Linked DNA regions of Zea mays: regions 1 and 3 are each linked to region 2. A link is a contact called in public Hi-C data. All regions are on one chromosome and are shown on one strand. Each heading gives the region's core, a stretch centred on a gene start, on an enhancer-like site or on the middle of the called end of the contact. The rest is flanking DNA. Distances are from core to core; before and after follow the strand shown.

Evidence for each region. Hi-C and Micro-C count contacts between places; a contact is called where the count stands out from the background.
Region 1: a contact with region 2 is called in a Hi-C map of tassel, with 3 times the contacts expected there. The contact joins the promoter of LOC103635287 here to the promoter of LOC100192576 in region 2. A contact is called at or near these places in 2 of 25 Hi-C or Micro-C datasets (ear and tassel).
Region 3: a Hi-C map of ear shows a contact between it and region 2, with 2.4 times the contacts expected there. The contact joins the promoter of LOC103635288 here to the promoter of LOC100192576 in region 2. A contact is called at or near these places in 4 of 25 Hi-C or Micro-C datasets (ear, endosperm, leaf and 1 more).

Annotation. Positions count from the first base shown.
Region 1 is chr8:64,997,967-65,001,242 of Zm-B73-REFERENCE-NAM-5.0, forward strand. LOC103635287 (ABC transporter B family member 11) reads left to right here and starts at 1,835. Exons shown (of 12, transcript XM_008657780.3): 1 at 1,835-2,245; 2 at 2,602-2,656; 3 at 3,123-3,276. The coding sequence starts at 2,018.
Region 2 is chr8:64,633,881-64,637,253 of Zm-B73-REFERENCE-NAM-5.0, forward strand. LOC100192576 reads right to left here and starts at 1,378. Exons shown (of 9, transcript NM_001137791.2): 1 at 930-1,378; 2 at 748-807; 3 at 237-319. The coding sequence starts at 1,016.
Region 3 is chr8:64,921,101-64,924,133 of Zm-B73-REFERENCE-NAM-5.0, forward strand. It overlaps LOC103635288 (programmed cell death protein 5), which reads right to left and starts at 1,759. Exons shown (of 7, transcript NM_001352153.1): 1 at 1,547-1,759. The coding sequence starts at 1,549. LOC100191935 (VIP1 protein) reads left to right here and starts at 2,389. Exons shown (of 1, transcript NM_001137359.1): 1 at 2,389-3,033. The coding sequence starts at 2,419. The coding sequence ends at 3,027.

The DNA of each region.
Region 1 (3,276 bases), core at 585-3,084, 360 kb after region 2:
TTCGCGGCAACCATAACCATGGCTGACGAGTGCAATGGCGAATCTAAAGTGAATCAGGGGAGGGTGCACATATCTTGAGGATGCATAGTAATAATTTATAGGTGGTGCATATATGGTGAAATCTGGTCCAAGTCACTGATTTTGCAAATTTTCGTGGATGCATGTGCATCCACTCCTATGAACCTAGCTTCGCCCCTGGACGAGTGCAAATTACTGTAGGGCTGCCAATGCACGACTCGGGTGGTGCTGGACCACAGACATAAGATATGTTTCCATAGTAAAAAAAACTAGGTTTGTACGTCGTTACGATTTTCATTTATTCTTGAGTATAAAAATATAAAATACAAATACATGTGTAATATGTGTATGAACGTGGGTTTGGAACCAACAACCAAAGTTCTTATTTGTGCATAATTTTAGTTTTTTCTGTTTATAGGTGGGAATGACGGCTATGGAACCTGATGCTTTATATAGTAGAGAAGAAAAGCGCAATAGTGAACATGCCTATGAACTTACTTGTTTGTAACCACTGAGGTAAAAAAGGAGTATTTATGATTATACCCCTCTTCAGTGTTGCAATTGTGATTTTATTCCTTGTTTTTTAACTTTACAATTTTACCACCTCGTTCTTAAAAACAAAGCGCTATCATACTCCTTGCGCAGCTGAAAAGGGGGGGAAAAGAGATGACCAAAACTTGCGACGAGTTCATCTTTTACTGTCTTTTATTCATGTGCATTGATTCCGTGAATCATCTTTTATTGCGATTTTTTGTGCAGTGATTTGGCCCCGTGTTTTAGAAACGCCGTTGAATTTGGTCCTGCCGAATAGTCAACGTTGGGTGGGAATTTGGTCCTGTCGATGTAGCCATTAGAGAAGAGGTTTGGTTCTCCCGAACAGATATTGTTTTTCTAAGTTGTAGAGATATAGACAGATAAGGGTTTGATCCTACTGAATAGACATTGTCTTTTTAGACCGTAGAGATGTAGATAGAGAAAAATTAGATATATACTAAATACCTTCTTTATTGTTCATTTTATATTTCTAGAAGTCAACTTATATTAATTTTGGTTAGTTTTATAGAAAATATTGTTGATTTTATATCCCTAAATATATTTATTATAAAAACATATAATGTGACTAACATAAAAGTATTAAACTTTTTATACATATTTGGTGAAAGTTTAGATTAGTTGACTTATATATTTATTATAAAAAACATATAATGTGACTAACATAAAAAATATTATTTTTTATATATATGGTTAAAGTTTAGATTAGTTGACTTTTTCCAACATGGTATAGAGTAGTGACGGCCACATGAATTAAAGATAACCTAGGGGCCTGTTCGGTTACATCGGAACGAGACTAGAAACTATTCTAGATGATTAATTAAATACAAATTAAACTATCATTTCAAGTAGAATTGTTCGGATGTTGAATCCGGAATAACCGAACAGACCTAGATAAGATTATCAACTGCTAACAACCATATGCGAGATTATCAGCTGGAATCAAATATTTAGACTTGCGTGCTCCCTCCAGCGGCAAAGGCAGTGGTGAGTCCGTCTCTGGTATAGAGATTTATTTTGGAATTGAGGTGTATGTCTATAGAGATAGGGAAATTTGGATCCATACCATTAAAAGATCACCACTTTGGATCCATACCATTACTATCTCACTTACATGTGGGTCCACATAAGTCAATGACATGTGGGGTCCATGGTATATATCTAAAGTTTGGATCTTTTAATGGTATAGATCCAATTGTTCCATAGAGATATGAGACGTAGACGTAGTACAGATTAGCAATTTAAATCGCAGTTGCAGTTGCAGCCCGCTACACGCTCCAAAATCCGGTGGCCGCCTGCCCGCCTCTGCTTCCTCCCGCCCCGCGTGCGAGAGTCCCCGGAATCTGCACTCCCGCGGCCGGCCCCCGCCGCTATAAAGCGCGCCTTGCTCTACCCCAGCGATGCAACGCCCGTATCGTCGAGCACGCGGAGCCGAGGAGAGAGAGGGATGGCCTCACCAGCACCAGAAGCCCTGGAGGAGGAAGAGAAGGGAGTGGTGGGTCTGCACCGGCTGTTCCGGTTCGCGGACGGCGTGGACGCGGCGCTCATGGCCGTGGGGGCCGCGGGGGCTGTCGCCAGCGGCGTGGCGCAGCCGCTCATGACGCTCGTCTTCGGCGAGGTCGTCGACGCCTTCGGCTCTGCGTCCCGCCATGACGTACTGCACCGCGTCTCCGGGGTGTGCATCGAATCTCGATCCTCGTTGGACTGATGAATGTTAGTGATGATAAATCTCGATCTCCGGGGTGCATCTTATACTGATGAAATATTAGTTATTCAGATGCTCAACTATTCGGGTGATCTGGTATTCTGATCACACATTCACATTTCACACGGGTAGTGCTAGTTACTACTTACTACTAAGCACGTGGCACTCCATAGTTCATTTCGAACATGTGAAGTAAATTAGTAAATAAAATAGGACTGTTATCCATTGTACTGCTTGTGATCCCATTGTTTGCTGGATAACATCTTCCTGCGATGGAAACAGATGGGATTCATCCTCGACTAAAATCTTTTACACTGCTGTTTCAGGTGTGCCTGAAGTTCTTCTATTTGGCCATTGGGTCATGGTTTGTTTGCTTCCTACGTGAGTACTAGTATTTCCTCAATCCTCAGTGGTTTATTGTGTTTGTTTATGCTTTAGTCAGCCTTTATAGTGATGAATATTAGTTTTTCAGTCACCCACTAAATCTTATTAACCTTCAGAATGGAAAAGAATGAAGCACGGTTTTGCACCTAGCCCATGTGACCATGTATACGAAAAATTATAGGAATGGGAACCAATTTTACTTCGTGAAAGTCTATTCACGTGATGGTATGTTATTCATATTGCCATAAGCCTATAACTGAAACCAAGAAATCCCGTAGTAACTTTATCTTCTTTCAGAAAGGAGAAACATTAACCAGGTTTGTAATAGGCTACTTAGATCCACTATTTTCTGCAGCATAGATACTGCCAGAGGCATCTAAGGTGTTACTCTTTTTCATTGTTTTGAGGCACTGCCAGTTATAGATTAGCACTAAGGTGTTAGTGTTTTTTATTGTTTTAATAGAGGTTGCATGTTGGATGATCACTGGAGAAAGACAAGCAGCTCGCATACGAGGTCTCTATCTTAAAGCTCTATTGAGACAAGACATTGCATTTTTTGACAAGGAAATGACCACTGGACAATTGGTTGAGAGTATGTCCGGAGATACAATACTTAT
Region 2 (3,373 bases), core at 128-2,627:
ATCCTCTTTTTTTGCATAGAAGCAATGAGCAACATTCAGTTGCCTGCTTTCCCTAAAACAGGCATTCTTTTATAGCTCGCACACTGTGATGCTATGTATCCATCCTAAGCACTATCATGTTCTATGCCCCAAAGCAGATAAATCACTTCAATCTGAATAATCATGAGCAGACTGCCTTTTTTTCAGAAAATATATACTTAATATTTACCAAATATCAGAAATGAATCATGACTTACTGGGGAATACCCTCCTTTCCATACTTATCATAAGCCTCCTTTTTCCCAGGATCACTAAGAACTTGATAGGCCTCTCCAAGTTCCTGTTAAGACCAAGTGATTTAGTTCAATATTTTGTAGCAGTCAGAACATACAGAGGTCATACCAATCCGTCCCAAAGATTATGCATGCACAATACCAGTCGACAGTTTAGGTATTTCAATTGGAGAAAGATCAAACTCAAACTAGTAAAAAACCAATATCGTATCACATTCAGAAAATGAAGCACCGTCAGTGATGGGAAACTAATAACCAAACACTGTCACATGGGAAACTAAGAAAAGATGGCACCCTGCAAAGCTATGGTATCCCTAGAAAATCAAAGCAACCTTTAGAACATTGATGATTTAATTGTGTAGCCAAAAGGCCTCAATGTTGGCTTGTTTCAGAGAATTTTATCTTCCGATGGACACATGGTATTCGAGGGCAGTCAATGGTCTTATACATAACGGATCCCACAGGGAGAACCTACCTGGAACTTGAGTGCGGCGTCAGGGTTCCCGGGATTCTTGTCCGGATGCACCAGCTTCGCCTGAAGAAAACAGGCACCCAAGCAATTGAGAAAAAAAGGCGAGTCCACTAGCTACCTATCCGCGTCACAACATGCAAGCGAGGAGGGGCGCGGCCGAGGCGTAAGGAGATGGTGGGGGTCACCTTGATGTAATACGCCTTCTTGATCTCGGCGGAGGACGCGTCGACGCTGACCCCTAGGACGTCGTAGTAGGCGCTGTCCTTCACCATGGCAGGCAGCTCCTGGATCTCGCCGCCGGCAGCACAGCACTCAGAGCTACATGCACCAAGAGACGGGTATTAAAAATGCAAGCGGCAATGGAGGAGGCAGACGCTAATCGACGGGGAAGAAGGGACGGATCTTGGAGAGGGAGAGGGAGAGGCCGATACCGCCGGGGTCGCTAGAGCCTTCTGGGAGGTTCCCGGGGTCGACGTGAAGAACAACAGGAATGGAGTCACCGGATTTGGGGAAACCAATCAAATCTTCTGGGAAACCAAGCAGAGTAGGGGGAGCGGAGAGGGCGGAGAACGTAGAACGCGATGCGGTCGTCGTGCTGCGGAGGAGGACGCGGGACAGACAGAGAGCAGACAGGTGGAGCCGTGGAGGTGGAGCAGGCCGACAGCGGTTCCTCTTCCGGCCGTGGCAACACTACACTAGAGTGAAAACGGGCGCATTGGTCTGGGCCAGGCCTTTCCGTGTGGCAGGCAGAGGCAGGGTGGATTGCCGCTGCCCCTCCTCCTCCCCTGCTGGGGCCTGGGTGGTGATGAAGTAGTGACTGATGACTGGTGAGCAGTGACCGAATGATGCTGTGATTGAATCCATGCATGGATGACAGACAAGCTAGCACCCAGCAGGGAAAGTGCCGATTAGCAGATAGGAAATGCTATTCATCATAACATCAAAAAAACATGGTAGGATTCATGAAATACTGTAGGGCTACGTGGCTTTATTTGATAGGCTTAGATGCTGCCACCGTCTAAAATCGGACAAAATACTCGTGACTCGTGAGCTCGCTCAGACTCGTGGTTAGTTCGGCTCAGCTCGACTCGGCTCGTTTCAATTTTATTACGAGCTAAGCTAACATCTCAGCTCGGTTCGTTAACGAGCCAGCTTGACACGAGCTCGTGCCAGCTCGTTAGCTCGAATGAGCTAGTATTTATCTGTAAAACAAAGTCTATACTTGTATTGGATGAATTAATAAGTGATGAACTATGTTAGTTTAGGGTTTAACTGATGTGATATATAAAATATGAGTATTGTTAGCCTTTTCTAGTATTAAATTAGTATGAAATTAACTAGCAATTGATTATATTGTTGTATATATACCTGTATACTATTTTTTGTTGGGCTCGCGAGCTAAACGGGCTAGCTCGAGCTCGCAAACGAGCTGAGCTGGTTCTCTGGCTCGGTTTCTTAACGAGTCGAGCCGAGCCAGCTTGTTCTCTTAGGATACATTTGGTTGGAGAGTCAAATAGAATAGAGTGGCTCCATACCAGTATTTGAGAATGTAGCCGTTCTATTCTGTGTTTGGCAAGAAGAGCAGAGCCGCTATATTTTTTGTTTGGTTGAAGAGTAGAATAGAGCGGAGCCGTTTCATTCTTTGTTTGGTTTGAGAGTCGTATGAGTGTAGAGGGGAGGAGAGGAGGGAGAGCACTCACGTCCGAGAGAGCGCTCACATTCGGCCGTTTTTTGGAGCGAGAGTATTTCAACTACTTATAGTAAATTTCTATATGAAGATCTGATAGCCGTTCCACTCTTATTTTGTTGGAAACCAAACGCTCAGAAAATTGGAATGAAACCACTCTATTCTCCCCCGCTCCTCAACCAAACGGTTGGTTAACAAGCCAGCTCAAGCTCGGTCGAGCCGAGCCGAGCTGACTCGATATCTACGCCTAACTGCCACTGCCAGCTGATTCAACCGGTTACTCACTCTCATATCGTCTGCGTCACAATCACAGGCAAAACCACGAGGCCGTTTGATCGATAATTTTTATAAACAGGTCATAAGATTTTTACAGAGAACGGAAAGGAGCAAATTCTACAAATAAAACAAAATGAGCCGTGAAGAACCCAGCCAAGCCAAGTTCGGTCACACACCACAAGGCATAATGTTTTGTTTTCTTCTTCTGAAACTTACAAGGCATAGTGTTTCTTTGCTTGGTCCTATATATATCAGGGCCGGTCCTCACAATTCAGGGGCCTTAAGCGAAAATATATGTGTCGGGTACCGTAATTAGAGGTACATTCAACACTTCTAAACACGGCTGGTAATCACCATCAGCACAAGCTGCAGAGACTGATGGGCACGATTCAGGTCAAGGCTTCGTCTACTCAAGGGATGCGATCTCGCCTCGCCCGAGTCCAGCCTCGGGCGGGAACAGTAGTTCCAGGCGAATTCACGCCTCGCCCGAGGGCCTCCTCAAGCAACAGAAGCACCCTCGTCTCGCCCGAACCCCAGCTCGGGCAGGCTTCGTTGTGAAGCAACCTTGGCTAAATCGTCTCACCAACCGATCGTATCACAGGCGCATTCAATGCGAGGATCGTCTGACACCTTATCCTGACACACGTGCCTCAGTCGGCAAGGTCG
Region 3 (3,033 bases), core at 509-3,008, 290 kb after region 2:
CATATCAAAAGCCAATCAATACATCTGAATGGCCTAAATTCAAATGAATTTAAGATATTTTCCTTTCCTTAAAATACCAAGTTAAACAGAAATATGAAAATATTTAAGAAAAAAGAAGTCGACTAATACTGATTTACTCTAACAATTTCTAATTGTGAGTCAAAAATGACATGGAAGACTGTCACAAAATATCAGAGAAGTAATCCTTCAAAGGTAAAGGAAGACATGCTGAACGGCTGATATTAGATATAAAGGCACACATTTGTGATCATCCAGTTCAATTCCCCCTTTGTGATCAAGAGGATGAATCAGTGCAACATCTTTTGATTTCTTGTGTCTTCTCTAGGGAAGTGTGGTTTAGGATTTTCTCCATGGTTAATCTGCGGCATTTCTCCGCCACAAGGGCTGATTTGGTTTTCCAAGATTGGTGGGCTAATTTGGAGGGCAAGGTCCCTCATGTGCTGTGCAAAGGGATTAACTCCCTTGTGATGTTGGTGGCATGGTGGCTTTGGAAGCAGCGGAATAAATGTGTGTTTGAAGGGGATGCTCCTAGTGGCAACCAAATTATACAGAACATCAAAGATGATGCTCAGAGGTTGTGTCTGGCAGGTGCCAAAGATTTGTGCACCATCTGGCCTTAGTTTAGGGGCAGTTGTTGACGTCTTTTGGCTGTCTTCTATAAAATGTTTATGTGTATTTTTGTTTCTGGCCACCGTAAGGTGGGTTTTCCTTTTTCTTTTGCTTTTTACACTATACTCTGGTCTTCTTTAGACCATTGTTGTTTCTTCTATCTTCTTAATATATTTAATGCGAAGTTCTACTGCTCGTTTTAGAAAAAAAAAGATATAAAGGCACACAAAACACGACAGAAGAGATGGAAGGAATCCTCCAACCCTAACAGAATGATACTGCCTCTGTTCCAAATTATAAGATGTTTTGGTATTTTCTAATCGATAGCTTTTGCTATACACTATGTCTAGATGCATAGTAAAAAGAGTGTATCTAAAAAAAGTCAAAACATCTTATAATTTGGAACGAAGAGAGTACCAGATATGAACATGGCACACACAACACGACAAGGTATGAAAGGAACACGAGCCTCAAAATTACTCTCAGGAAGCTTGCATGAGCAGCTTCAAATAACAACACTCCAGCTCATCTCTAAAGCTCGCAAAACCACTAAATTTTCCCCGTTATTCAGTAATTTTCATCGTTTGGACTTTGAACCAGAACAATGACAAAGGTATTCAAAACATCAACTGCTCAGTCTAGAGTGCTAAACTAGATTGGGCGCAGGTCTCCTTGTGCTTTCTCAGACAACTAAACCAGTAGGGAATGAATCCGAGCGAGGCATTAAGCATAAGAACAGGGATCAGGATGAGTAAGTAATCAAACAACTCATCACAAAGGGGAATCGCAGACCGCAGCCCATCAGATACGTGATCTTCCCACTAAAACAGAACTTAAACCCTAAGATTCAAACACAGACAGAAGGCCACAGATCCTCGCAACCAAGAATAAATGGAAATCACAGCGCCAATCTCACCATCTTGCGCGCGCGCAGCCGAGAGATCGCAAGGCTCTGAGCTCCGAACCTCACTTGAGCGGGGACGGCGTCCACGGTGTGCTCTGGCAGAAAACAGCGAATCGAGCTTCTTCTTTTCCGCGTGTGTGCAACGCCGAACCCCAACGTCTTATCTCAACCATCCGATCTGAAGTCCCTTCTCCACGCCGTCCGATCGGAACATCGACATCCCTTATTCCTTTGGTGAGAGCCGTGATGCCAATGTGTACATACCTGTCGTCGGTTAGTTATCCATATACGCACGGAGTATAAAATCTACCTATACTCATATACTCATACTTGTATGGGTAATTTTATCCGTCGGATAACCTAGTACCCGCTAAGAAGATATCAAATTATAATATTTTGATTATTCAAAATATCAAATAAATATAAAAAATAAGTTTATCTTAAAATATAACAAACCATATAATTATATAACTTGATAGTAAATAAACAATAGTCAAAGAAGGTTTTTATTTTAACTAAGATAGATTTTATTAGATAATAATAATAATAATAATATACATATATATTCTATACATGGTATGCGAGTATGGATAGTATCCACCTGTATCCGTTACCTAATGGGTAGAGATTGTTGTCTACTAATGTACCTGTGGTATAAAAGTTATCTTATAGCCGCTTATATATCGGGTAAAACACGTTCCGGTTTTGGTACCCATTACCATCTGATATTGCAGCATCTCGCTGGCCTACAGGTGGGCCCAAAGGTACCTCTCTCTCCACAGTCCACACCTTCTCTATCTTTTTTTCTATTCCCATTTCCATTCTCGCACCGCATCCACCGCGCCGCCGCGAGAGAGGGTGAGTACTGAGGAGGAGGGTTTCCGATGGAGAACGGCGAGGATACGTTCGCCTCCCCCACCGCCGCCGCCGCGGACTTCTCCACCAACGGCGGGGACGGCACGCCCAAGCTCCACGACGCGGCGGACGAGATCGAGTCCCTCCGCGCGGCGAAGCGCGACCTGGAGGAGAAGCTCGATGCCGTGCGCCACGAGAACCAGTTCCTGTCCTCCGAGTCCCGCCGCCTTGAGGTTCTCGTGTCCCAGGCCCGCGAGGAGGTCGCCGCCGCCGAGCAAGGTGCTGCCACCAACGAGAGCGAGGCCGCCACGCTCCGCAGCGAGGTCGAGCGCCTCCAGGATCTCCTCGCCGCGGAGAAGGCTAGCCATGAGGAGGAGATGCGCAGGGGTGCACGGCTCGGGGACCAGCTGCAGACCGCGTACCAGGAGAAGGCCGCCCTCGAGGAGGAGATCGAGACCCTGAAGGGTTCCGCCACTGCCGAGGGCAAGGGCGTGGAAGAGGGATGTGATTCTATTGCTGCCAGGGCCGGGACGCCTAAGGATCAGGGCGTGGTGCCTCCCGCACTGGTGGCTGCCGCGGCTGCTGGAGCAGCTGCCACGGCTGGCATCGCAGTGGTCTTGTTCAACCTCAAGAGGTAATCTGGT